3 separate regions of the Mus musculus genome follow, and all the other regions are linked to region 2. A link is a contact called in public Hi-C and HiChIP or PLAC-seq data. All regions are on one chromosome and are shown on one strand. Each heading gives the region's core, a stretch centred on a gene start, on an enhancer-like site or on the middle of the called end of the contact. The rest is flanking DNA. Distances are from core to core; before and after follow the strand shown. Region 1 overlaps Nubpl (nucleotide binding protein-like). Region 2 has its middle 35 kb from the start of Gm40423. Region 3 has its middle 29 kb from the start of 1700031P21Rik.

The links. Hi-C and Micro-C count contacts between places; a contact is called where the count stands out from the background. HiChIP or PLAC-seq counts read pairs in DNA pulled down with a chosen protein or histone mark.
Region 1: a contact with region 2 is called in an H3K27ac HiChIP or PLAC-seq map of epiblast stem cells, with 2.3 times the contacts expected there. The contact joins two enhancer-like sites. A contact is called at or near these places in 1 of 484 Hi-C or Micro-C datasets (nephron progenitors), 1 of 115 datasets of contacts at active chromatin or transcription factors (epiblast stem cells) and 1 of 9 other capture datasets (embryonic stem cells).
Region 3: a Hi-C map of liver shows a contact between it and region 2, with 2.1 times the contacts expected there. The contact joins two enhancer-like sites. A contact is called at or near these places in 2 of 484 Hi-C or Micro-C datasets (the N1E-115 cell line and liver) and 1 of 115 datasets of contacts at active chromatin or transcription factors (embryonic stem cells).

What each region holds. Positions count from the first base shown.
Region 1 is chr12:52,184,205-52,187,994 of GRCm38.p6, forward strand. The region is part of intron 6 of Nubpl (nucleotide binding protein-like); the gene reads left to right. Among named protein-coding and RNA genes, the nearest start is that of Nubpl, 88 kb to the left of the region's middle. Within about 2 kb of position 2,442, at least 68 of the 459 cell types and tissues checked have an H3K27ac peak or open chromatin away from gene starts, as enhancers often do. A contact at or near this core is called in epiblast stem cells, where this site is marked.
Region 2 is chr12:52,394,430-52,398,180 of GRCm38.p6, forward strand. No RefSeq gene overlaps it. Among named protein-coding and RNA genes, the nearest start is that of Gm40423, 35 kb to the left of the region's middle. Within about 2 kb of position 2,157, at least 97 of the 459 cell types and tissues checked have an H3K27ac peak or open chromatin away from gene starts, as enhancers often do. A contact at or near this core is called in epiblast stem cells and liver, where this site is marked.
Region 3 is chr12:52,571,761-52,575,629 of GRCm38.p6, forward strand. It overlaps a transcript of Arhgap5 not described here. Among named protein-coding and RNA genes, the nearest start is that of 1700031P21Rik, 29 kb to the right of the region's middle. Within about 2 kb of position 1,786, at least 1 of the 459 cell types and tissues checked has an H3K27ac peak or open chromatin away from gene starts, as enhancers often do. A contact at or near this core is called in liver, where this site is marked.

The sequences.
Region 1 (3,790 bases), core at 1,192-3,691, 210 kb before region 2:
CATTATTACTTTTAATATGCCTTACTACCTCAATGGCTGGGCCACTCCTGAACTTCAACATGACAAACACACTCTGCTCCAATATTCCTGAGTTGTCTTGCTAAATCTGTATTTCATTTCTGCTACCCCAGACCCAATCTGTGGAGTGTCTGCTGGGGCCATTTTCCTGGATTCTCACATGTAGGCGGGCTTTTAAGTCAGATCTTGCTGCTTCTCATGCCACGGACTGGGCTCAGTTGGCCCCACTCAATCCGTGGGAGTCAGGGTCTCCGACAGATGGGCATAGAGTTGGCGAAAATGGGGTGACAAACAGACAGGACACAAGGGGGTGTGCTGAATCTGAATGCAGTTTGTCAATTCGAGCATCAAACTTTTTATACAGAAGAAAATAGGGAAGTTAGGTGACACATCAGCAAGGTACAAATGAGGTTACAGGATGCTTAATGACTCTTACACAAAACAGAGGAATGCAAACACAAAGACTGGCAGGAATTGGGCAATAAAACAACTGAGACGAAGTCAGCTCTATTTAAGGTCAGCTATAGTCTTAGAAGCCAGGGTGAGATCTTTACACTCCGGGGCAAGGGCTTTCATGCCTAAGTCATGGTTCTAATTAGGGAGTTCCTCTCTAGCTAACCTTCTCATGAATAATGCAATACTCTAGTTCCTCCTTAAACCACAGCCCAATCTACTTCCTAAACCATTTTAAATTCCTGTATATGGGAGCGACTTGGTTTCCTCTTGGGAATCCTCAAAGTCCTTCCTCTGTCCCTCTGCCCAGCCACTGGCCTCTGGCTCTTGATTGACCCATCAAAAAACCAACTGTTGGCAGGGACAGAATTCCCATGTAAGCACAAATCAAATCCCCAACACAGTCGTGCTGAGGACATACTTTTAGGTTCTTCCAGAGGAATCAGTGAAGATAAAGAGATGAACGGCACCGTCCCAGTGTAGCAGCCAGGATGCTAAACATCAAAGCATTTGTGACCCTCCATAGTATCTCTGTAAAGCCGTAGACTCTATGGACAAATCTGGTGCTGGATCTAGAGCTAGAAGTAGCACTGCAGAAAATCCAAAGGGGAAAATATCCAGTCAATTTGGAAGAGAATCAAGGAAGTTAAATTCTGTTTGTGCAAGACACATAGCCAGGAGGAATCTAGAGCCAGGGCAAAACAGATGGGATTCAATAATTGAGACTCTCCTGTGATGTGGAACTTTGTGCGGAGTCCCAGGTAAATTAGTTGTGTTCGAAGAAGTAAGGGTATTAGAAATTTGAGACTATTTAAAAAATGTTATTTTAGTATATGAATTAAATAGAATTTGAAAGTGGAGTTATGTGAGGAAAGTCAGATCTAATACACAGAGAAAAGAGTCAAGGATCAAGGTGTCACACAGTAGAGTAGGAGCCAAGTTGCTAGATAAACTGTGAGATATCCAGGTAGGTTGAGTACTAGAGATATAAGGGATAATTTAGGGCATGTCCACACTTTAAAGAAGAATCTGGTATTTAAATGAGCTTCCTGTATTTTTTTTTCTATATTTTGCTAGGAAGTGACCCTGTTAATATGGGAACAAGAATGAAGTTGGGAGAGGCTGGGCATGCCATTTCTGTAAGGCAGGTCCCTTGAGAGCAAATTCAACATTATACCAAGGACTGGTTAGTATTGAGTTCAGAATGCAGCAAGGAGTCATTACAATGCCCTGACCATGAATGGGAGGTGGAAGAATTACTCTAACATAGTGAAACACCCTTCACTATGTAGTAGTTGGCAGCTACTTTAACCCATTTACATTAGCTTCTGAGGATATCTTAATCCTCAGAATACAGAAGTGATAGGATTGGAAGTTTATTGATTTCAACTTGCCAATTTCTTGTAAAATATCTGTATGTTTTCACCTGGTCTTCTTGGAACCTCATGTGTTAAAAGGAAGGGAGAAGATTGGTGAGTAAATATGGGGTGTGTTTGGGACTGTGTAGGACGTAAAACCATGGCAGGAAGTTTGATAAGGTAGAGCAGGTCAAGACCCAGAGACTAGGTGGGCACATGCCTGAGGCTGAGGTAACTCCCAGCTCCCTGCCAGACTCCTGACTTGGAACACATGCCATGCTTCTCACATAAAAGAGACTTGTCCCAAAATAGAGTTCTTCATGCTAATGAGGTATCTAGAGGCCCAGAGGGCTTAGTCAGTCAGCTTCCCTTTCCAGACATTCCTTCCTGCCAAAGGTATTTCATCTCAGGCCCACCCTGAGAAAGGGGCCATGGTTTTACACATCCACTTTCCGTCATGACAATAAGCTGTTTAGAACCATGGACTGCTTCTTTTTCACCAAGATCCACCTTGGGGAGCCATGAAGAAGGCCTTTGCCTACAGAGTGGCAGCTTAATCTCCTGTGGAAGGCCTCTCTGTGCTCCCAGCTGCAACCCCCTCCCCCCACCCACCCTGCCTACAACCCAACAGGAGTGCATTCTGTGATGCACTGCAGAAAAGTATGTCAGGATATAAAAGCAGAAAACCAGGCTGAGAAATGCTGGAATGTATTAGTACTGAATTTATTACTGTTTCTTCTTATTCTCCTCATGTTTGAGATAATGTGTTTTCTATTTTCTGTTTTGATCTTAATCTTTAAAGGTAGAACAATTTAGTGTCTTCTACTCCATGAATTACAACTGGTTTTTAATTTCTCCGTTAGGATTCCTGAGGAAGTTTTTTTTTTTTTCTTAGAATCTTTAAGTTTGGAAATATAGGATATTGGGAAAAAAATAATCATAGTGCTTAGAGAAAGAAGTGGAGAAGGGAAAACTTCCAAGTCTGGGAGAAGGGGACACCCGCCTCGGCACAGCACACACTCGGAACTGGGGATTTTGGCAGTAGTTTCAGAGGTTTTAGTTCAGTCTCTCATATCCCAAATGTGGAGCAGATGCCAGGTTTTTTCTCTCTAGGGCTCTGATAATGGCATATAATGAGTGGTTGTTTCCTAGCAACTAGAGAAGCAGTTCATTTTAGCTGATCCTGCAACAGGAATGAGACATTTCCCCTTGATAGTTGGTATTAGTGATTTCCCTGACAATGGAATTTCACTTTTGAATAAGGAATGCTCTCAGCCCTTGGTTTCCTAAAGAATTTTTCCTTTGAGTTGGGCTAAACTCTGCTTAATCCTGTATAAAATGAAAAAAGAAAATGTTTGAACTCCCCTAAGTACCTCTCCTGGGAAGGGCCAAACGAGTTTGATACGTAGTTTTGCAAATGGCAAGTGATTATACAAGAAGCTATAATAGGCCTGTTTTTCCCAGTGTTTAATTAACAACCAAGTTCTTTTCTGTATTTAATGTTTGCAAGAATAGAGGTTTATTAGGTAATGGCTAATGTCTTGTGGAAATAAGTATATATAAAGTTTTATTAGCAGTACTATTTCATATGAAGTGTACATAGCAAAAGCATGCATTATCCGGTGATGCAAGCTGTTTTCTCTATCATATTCATTATTCTACCCACAGATCACAGGTAGGCACTTATCAGAGTTCAGTTTAAGGTTAGTAGTTGTAAGTATTTGCATTTAACTGAGTCAAGTTCTAAAATTCTTCTTGTTGGGCAGTCGTGATAACTGCAGGAATCTGTGACTGTGGCCACAAATGGTGGCAAGAAGACATTGCAACACATGAGTTTCTTTGTTGTCATTCATAGTTGGCCAGTTTCTAAGGAGATTATTCATTTTTCTTCTTTTGACATATAAATAATAGAAAGTACTTTGTTATACAGTAAGTTTCAAAGGCTCTTAGACAATTAGGCC
Region 2 (3,751 bases), core at 907-3,406:
AGACACATGGCAGTTCCTACCCACTTCTCTTCAGGGCCGTTCTGGTTACAATGATGTCACTGTTAGGCATTCAGGCATTCAAGGATGTAGCAGCCTTTCTACCGGCAGCTTAGGCAAGTCAGCGCCGTTCAGTGAGATTAGCGTCTTGAACAAAGAGAGCCCGTGTTCTGATCCCAGCTGGCTCACTGTACATCAGTGGTGCAGTCATGTAGCCTATCTGGCTTTGAATTCCTCTACCCATGAAGAAACTGAAACCCCATGTTCTCAGGAGTCACGCTGAAGACCGGTGTAAACACTTCAGGTTCACACCAAAGGCCAAAGAAAGGGCAATCCTTACAGTTGAGTCACATGTTCAGAGAACCACAGGGCTAGATTTTGAAAAATCCTGTGAGCATCATAGAATATATTCACACAAACTAAGACAGCTGCAATGTCCCTAGATGACAGAGTCTCCGGGACTGCCATCTTGTGTGCTGTCTGCTGCTTTTTGAGACGTTATACAGCGTGTGACTGTAATTTTCTGTTTTCCCCTTCTTGGGAGCCAAGGGAAGAAAGATCTCTCCCTAACTCTGCTTTGCCAGAATCCAGACAGGAACTCTTCTTTCTGAAGTCTATCCTCCCCACTGTCACAGGGGCAGACGATACTAGTACTATCAGATTGTATCCACCCGTGTTTCTGCATGGGCAGCGCATCCTTAGGAACAGGCAGCTTGTCTCTGAGGCAGGTTTCCTGGGTAGATGCAATTATTCACCCAGCTGGGAAGAAATGAATACTATTTATGTCCTCCTCAGCTAACTGCCTATTCCTCCACACTCAGATTTGAAAATAACTGGCTTGGTTGGCTCACCTGACTTCTAGGCTCTGGCTGTCTCGGTCCTTGAATCTCTTGATAAGCCGGACCTTTGCCTGTCTGGGCCTCAGATCCAGTCGCAGCAGGAGTCCTTGAATTAGAATAAAGTCACTCTGCATGCAGACAACAGGCTGTGCATCTCAGGAGTCCAGTAGGCTCCTCTCAAGTGCCCTTCCCCACCCCCCACCCCCACCCCCCAAGATGACCTCAAGGGGTTTCAAGGTCCTGTCTGTCCTGGGCTGACAAGTTACTGTGTATGTTTCCTCACCAACCACCCAGGAACAGTCCTGTGAAAAAGTGCTGGTGACGAGTCTACACTTAAGCCTACATTTGGTGGGAAACAGCCAGACATGATTGGCAGCGTCTTTCCTAGGTGTGGAAGGGAGGGCTCACATGTATTCCAGGTATTTGTTGTTAAGGGCCTGGCTCTATGGTCTTAGATCCAGTCTTCTATGGTTTTAAACATCTTTATTCAGCTCACAGATTCTCCTCATGGATGCATCGCACAGCACTGTGTCTTCCTTGATAAGAATAGCATGCTTAAAAGCACACATTTGCACTTTATTTTAACTGCCCTTCTTAATACAGTGATTTTTGGAGGAAGGATTTTTTTTTAATGCTACAGAGTTCTTTGGGGGAAAAAAACGTTAGAAATAGATACTTGAAATTTTTCACCCAATAAATGAGGCTTTACTGGTAATTACTATATGCCAAGCTTATAAAAATGAAACGACACAGACTCTCCTTGCAGAAGCCCATGCTCTGGGCTGGAAAAGTCACATGCTAACAAGTACTATAGCTGTATCATGAAGTGTTCCCTCCAAGGGAAGCTGCTATGGTATTCTTGGAAATACAAATGTTTTCTTCACTCGTTTTCCTTTTCTGAAGAGGCTGAGCTGCTGCAGGAAGATCTACACCCGCCCAGTTGTGTTCCATCAGGGATTCTCAATTCAGAGTGCCACAGATCCTCTGTGCCTGTAAAAATGCTTCCAAGCAGCAAGCAGCCCCTGAACTGGCTGCTGTTCCCAAGCGAGGTGGCGGCAGCTCTCAGCCTCCTGCGGTCCATGCTGCTGCTTCCCTGTGCTCCTCGTGTTAAGTGCTTAGCTGTCTACTTAGCTCATGAACAATCTGTTCCCTAGCCCTGAGGCCTCGGGCTCCAGCCCCTTCACCTACTCATATTGGGAACTTCATCTGAAATCAGCACCGCTGCCCGTTCTTAGCACTGCCAGTCCACTCAGGCCAGTCCTGACCCTGAGTCATCTGGCATGCACAGACCCATTTCCACTAAGGGTCACTGTGTCAGGAGTCACCCATGCAGCTGCAACGTGGTGTGGCGGGAGAGCTGGGAAATGCCTGTGCTGCTTTGGCGCTGTCCAGGTATTTCCGCATTTGTTTTCCTAGTGACTCCGGGCTGAGTTACAGGGCTCATCAGCATGTTTGGCAATACAGAGGCACAGCCTTGGCCTGGAGACGGCTTCAGCCATCTGTTCTTTTCAGTGATAGGGAGAATGAGGCTGGGTTTGCTAGAGCCTGAGAAACACAGCAATGGTTTCTGAGGAGTGTGATCAATCCCGGTGCACATTTGGCTTTGCGTTTGTCTACGGGGATACCTAAAGTCACTGGGTGGTGGCCAGAAACTTGTGGTCAGAAACAGAAGGCAGGTTGTTGGTTTCTGAGGACTCAGGGAAGAGAGTGGGAAGTTGGGATAAATGGCTACAGAATGTTTAGAGTAGAATGATACAAATATTCTAAAATTAGAGAAGTAATATTTGCCCAACTCTACAAATACCCAAATCCCCTGTATCATATACTTTAGCAGAGCTGGGGGTCAAACCCAGGACTTTGTGCAAGCTAGGCGAGTACTGTCTACCCCTTACCCTAAATTACAAAGTTTAGAGGGTCTTTTATTGGATAGAGAGTATATCTCAATAAAGACATTGCTTTAAAAAGAAATCCATAATTTATAGTGAAAATAAATCTGAAAAGTTAGTCCACGAATTCCCGCAGTGTGTTCCTCAGTGGACTTATGAAATTATGCCAAATTTGTATCCTCACTTGAGGGGTTAAGTCAGCTGGAAAGGCAGGTATGCCCTGGACACAGGGCCCCAACCTCTACTTTCTCTCTGGAAGACTGGATCTGTCTTTGAGGGGACACATAGCGTTCATGTGGAATTGCCCTCAGCTGTGGTATCTGACCTCAACTCCTTCTATGACCAAAATCAAAAACCCTCCAAACAATCTTCTAAACTCCACAGGTTATACTTTTTAGCCTCTAGAAGTGTTCCACATCTGGCCCCCAACCTTCCCTCCAAACCAGACCCTGAATGACCCTGATAAATGCAACCCAGTTGTCCAACACCCACCTCTCTCCTGCAGAACAAAACCAATTGCAAACAGATGGGAATTTCCACGTGGGCCAAATGGACATCAGGCAGGAGAACAGAGGGACCCTGTTGGGAGATGTTGCCTAGTAGGGAGGCAGGCAGGAGTTCACTTCCTGGGGGCCCACTGGCTGTAAAGTGCTCTGAGATATGAGTACCCCAGGGGAGGGGAAACTGTAGAGGCCAGCACAGCTAAGTGCTGTATTTGGCAACTCCAGGAGGAAAGGGCTGGTGGGAGGACAGGAAGACTCAGAGCTTCTAGAAAGCAGACACTTCCTACTTAAAAGATGTCTGAGGAGTTGAGTGGGGACTCATGGGGCCTTCTGTGAAGACCTGGACTGGATGGGAAGTTCATTTGACAGAGAGAATAGAAACAAGACAGTTCATTTTTATTTTTGATGAAGTGAAACTTCAGCTTTAAAAAAAAAAAACAAAAAAACCAACAACAACCAAAATCTTGTGGTAACCAAAGTCTATTTCACAGATAAACACAGAAAAGCGCCATTGGCTATAGACATC
Region 3 (3,869 bases), core at 536-3,035, 180 kb after region 2:
TATATATACATGCCTAATATACATCTGTAAGTAGCTGTCAAAGAATTTGTGGTTGAAAAACCAAACTTGTTAATCACCATAGTGCAGATTTTATTTTTGGTTTCTTGAATTGGTAAAGTCACCATGAGTAATTTAGTAATGGACTCTCCTAACATAACATGTTTTCAAATTTATATTGTTTTTTTCTTCAACATAAGCAATACAGATTTACCAACTGATCCAAGTCTTTTTAATTATCTATATTTCCTCACTAGATCATGTGTGTGTGTGTGTGTGTGTGTGTGTGTACGTACTTGAATTGTGAATGCTTTGGTCACTATTGTCTAAATCTAAAATATTTTGTCAGTTTTATGTTTGAAGCTCTTCCTCCTGATTTTTGTTCTTTCATTTTGTCCAGATAAATTTAGGTGTTCAAGAAATGATAACTAGGATCAGAAACAATATGTATTACTATCATTTTTTATATAGGAGTCCAAATTAAGTTTGTAGATTAAATTATTAAAAATAACACAATATTTTTAAAAAAACAGAAAAACAGAAAGCTAGCTGTATCCTCCCATGTTACTTCTTAAAATTTCTCCTCTGTTTGCCATTTTTTGGCAGTCATACATGCCTGCGGGATATTTCCTTTTAGTTAGAACCTTGTAAGTGAGGCTTTCTAACTGTACTTTAAAAATGCAAATTGTTTTATCTAATACTTCAGTTACAAAATAACTGTTGTTACCTTAAAATTATTATTTCCATGGTATAGATCAGGAATTAGCCCTTTTTCTCCTTTAGGAAGTCAGATAATAAATATATTAAAATGTTCAGGCCATTTGATCACTATAGCACTACTTATTTTAACTATAGTCTGTAAGTAGCCATTAACAAAATAGAAATGAATGTGAGTGTTCTAACTAAATTATTAGGCCAGTAGAATTTAGTTGGCTGATCACTGGCATAGATTGTTAGTAAAATTAAAGCCTCCAATCTATTTCTGTATCTGTATGTAATAGTTGATTATTCATAATACAGATTGAAGTAAAATTTTAGTTATAGGAAATAAATAAGAAGCATGATATATGAAGGTTCTTATTTATATTCTGAAGGATAACCTAAAGAATTTTGAGTGTGATGATTATATAGTATTTGCTAATCATTAAAATATTACACTTTAGTAGATTTTTTTGAGGATCATCAGATTGCAAAGATATATGCCACTTAATGAGTTGTCTCAAGCATGTGTGCCTCACTCACCAGTACTTAGATTCTTGAGAGAAATCATATGGAAGAGACAATTCAGCAGAACATTCAGACCATGTGTTTTCACTGGACATTGGAGAGTTCAGAATGGAGAAGACTATACGTGTACTCATAGAAAACATGTTGTGCTTTGGTATTTCTAATCAGTAGAGAAATTATATTGCATATAGAGGGAAAAGTCGCCAGAAGATCATATATCTTCTTCACAACTATATCCTCTGGTCATAACAAAATAAACTTGATGGCAGATCAGAGAATTTACTCTTGCAAAATGAATGAATTGGCCTTGAAAAAGCATTTACCCAGAACTCCATGTTGAAAACTGTTAGATACTGAATGAAAATGATGTTAACTATAACCAGCCTCCAAAGTGACCCTCAGTGATCATGGTCTGTGGAATTCACATTGTATAAGGCTCGACTTTTTTTGTTCAAAAGCTATTCTATGTGATTGCAAGCATCTACTGTGAGCATAAAGCACCAGTTGACTGCAAGTTAAGCTAGAACTAGATAACCATGTTTGTTTGCTCAGTCAAAGTCCAAGGGCCAAAGCATAACAACAAGATTATTTAGAATTTAACGTCCAACAAAAGTGGGGCTTTGGTCAGTGAGTAGGCTCTGCTTGTTGCCAAGTCTAATAATGAGTTGGACCCTAGAACACATTTTGTACAAGGAGAAAACTACAATAACATCTGTCCTCCCCACATGCCTTCATGCACACACCCACATACATACATACAATTAATATCCCTTGTGGATTAAGTAGGTTTTCTGTATGAGAATGTATTTTTAAGGGATTCAGACTGCTGCTTTACATGATCTGAAGTAAATAAAAGAACTTTTAGAAGTTACATTGGGGGAAAAAAGAGCCACATTAAATTGTACTTGTAATTCCAAGTTTACATGCATCCATTTGACTTTGCAGGTGAGTTTTACTAAATCTTTAAAGCCTTTACTAGATTGATCAAGCCCACATAAACTTGCCAACAAAATTCAAAAGAATATAGCTGAGGTAATCTTCATGAATTTAAATGCAAATAACCATTTGTATGTAATGAAATTTATAATTAAGAGTTAATTTTGAAAAAACAATGCAGAATAAAGGAAAAGTATGTGATTATGTCAGATATAAAAAGTTTTTTTAAAAATTTCATATAGGTATACAAATATGATCAGCTGGTGTTGTCATACTGTCTTCAGGCAAACGAAAAAGAAAATAAAGACAAAAAAAACTAAAAACATCACTGGATATGCAGGACACTCAGTCCTACAAGGTTCAGCTCAGCAGAATAATGCAGTTATAAGTTATTATGACCTAAGGAATAAGAAAGAACAGGTCTTTTGAATTGTGCTTCATCTTTTGTCCCCTACTACAGACAGGCACAGTATATAAAAGTCCATCTGCTGGACTTTTTATAGCCTTTGAAGACAAAACAGAGACGAAGGCCCCTCAGCTTTGGCATTGTTGGTATTTGGACACGATGGTTATTTGTATTGAGAGATGTCTTGTATATTGTAAGATCTCTAGCAACATCCCTGACCTTTACCAGAGTTAATGCCATTAGCATTCTTACCTACCCCATGAGCAGAGATGCAAAATGGCTTCAGACTTCTAGCGTTTTACAGAACAAAATTAACCATAGTTTGAATCTAACCTACATCTACTTTGAATTCTGATAAAACCTATTCTCACAAAGAGGAGCCTGCCAGACCCAAAACAATCAAGGAAAACTTCTCAGAAAACACACGTTTATGTTCTGACACCTCTTTCTTGAGCTGTACCATGTAGGTGACCATAGTGGAGAGGTAAGTAGCAGGGAAGATGTAATGAATGTATGCAATGTACCTTAGGAACATGCAGTAAGCTTCTGAAACAAGACCACATTATCTGAAACAAGGCTACATGTTCTTAGACTCGGGAATACATGACAACCATGCGTGTCAAGCTGACAATGAGATGAGTTTGGTAGACTTCAGTGCAAACAGATAACAGCAACCCATTATAAAGTAAGGACAATCCACCTGGGTTTGCACCTGAGCAGAGTTCGGCAGCACACATATCACTTGTGCTGTTCCCCTGCCCTGGTCGTACATTCTCCATCCCTCAACGTATACCTATGGTGTGAAAGACCCTGTATAATCAAATGGAAAATGTAGAAGTCTTTGGTATCCAAACTAATCAGGAAGCATATTGCCTCTGTTTGACTATCAGTCTAGTAGACAATATATGCCATGATTACTCCAGGGCCCAGTTGCCAGAAAAGTAGCTTAGAGGCCTCCAAAATTACACAAAGTAGCTAATCCTAAACTGTACTTTGTCTTGTGTTTTCTTAAACACCAATAAAAGCATTGGCTTAATGCTTTCCCTTTGCTCCTTTTTTTTTTTTTTTTTTTTTTTTTTTGCTTCCTGACCATCCTGATGTTTTACTCTGTGCGGCATGTGTGTCCTATCCATAAGATCTATCAGTTTTGTGAACTTTGTCTTCCTGAGTGTCTGTCATTCCTCTTGTAGTTGCACCTGAGAGATCATATAAAGAACAAAAAAACAAAAAGATGGTCTTTCAAATGAGTGATAACCTTCTCAACTTGCCAGATTGTTGTTCTGGTCCCATACCCAGAGTGCCC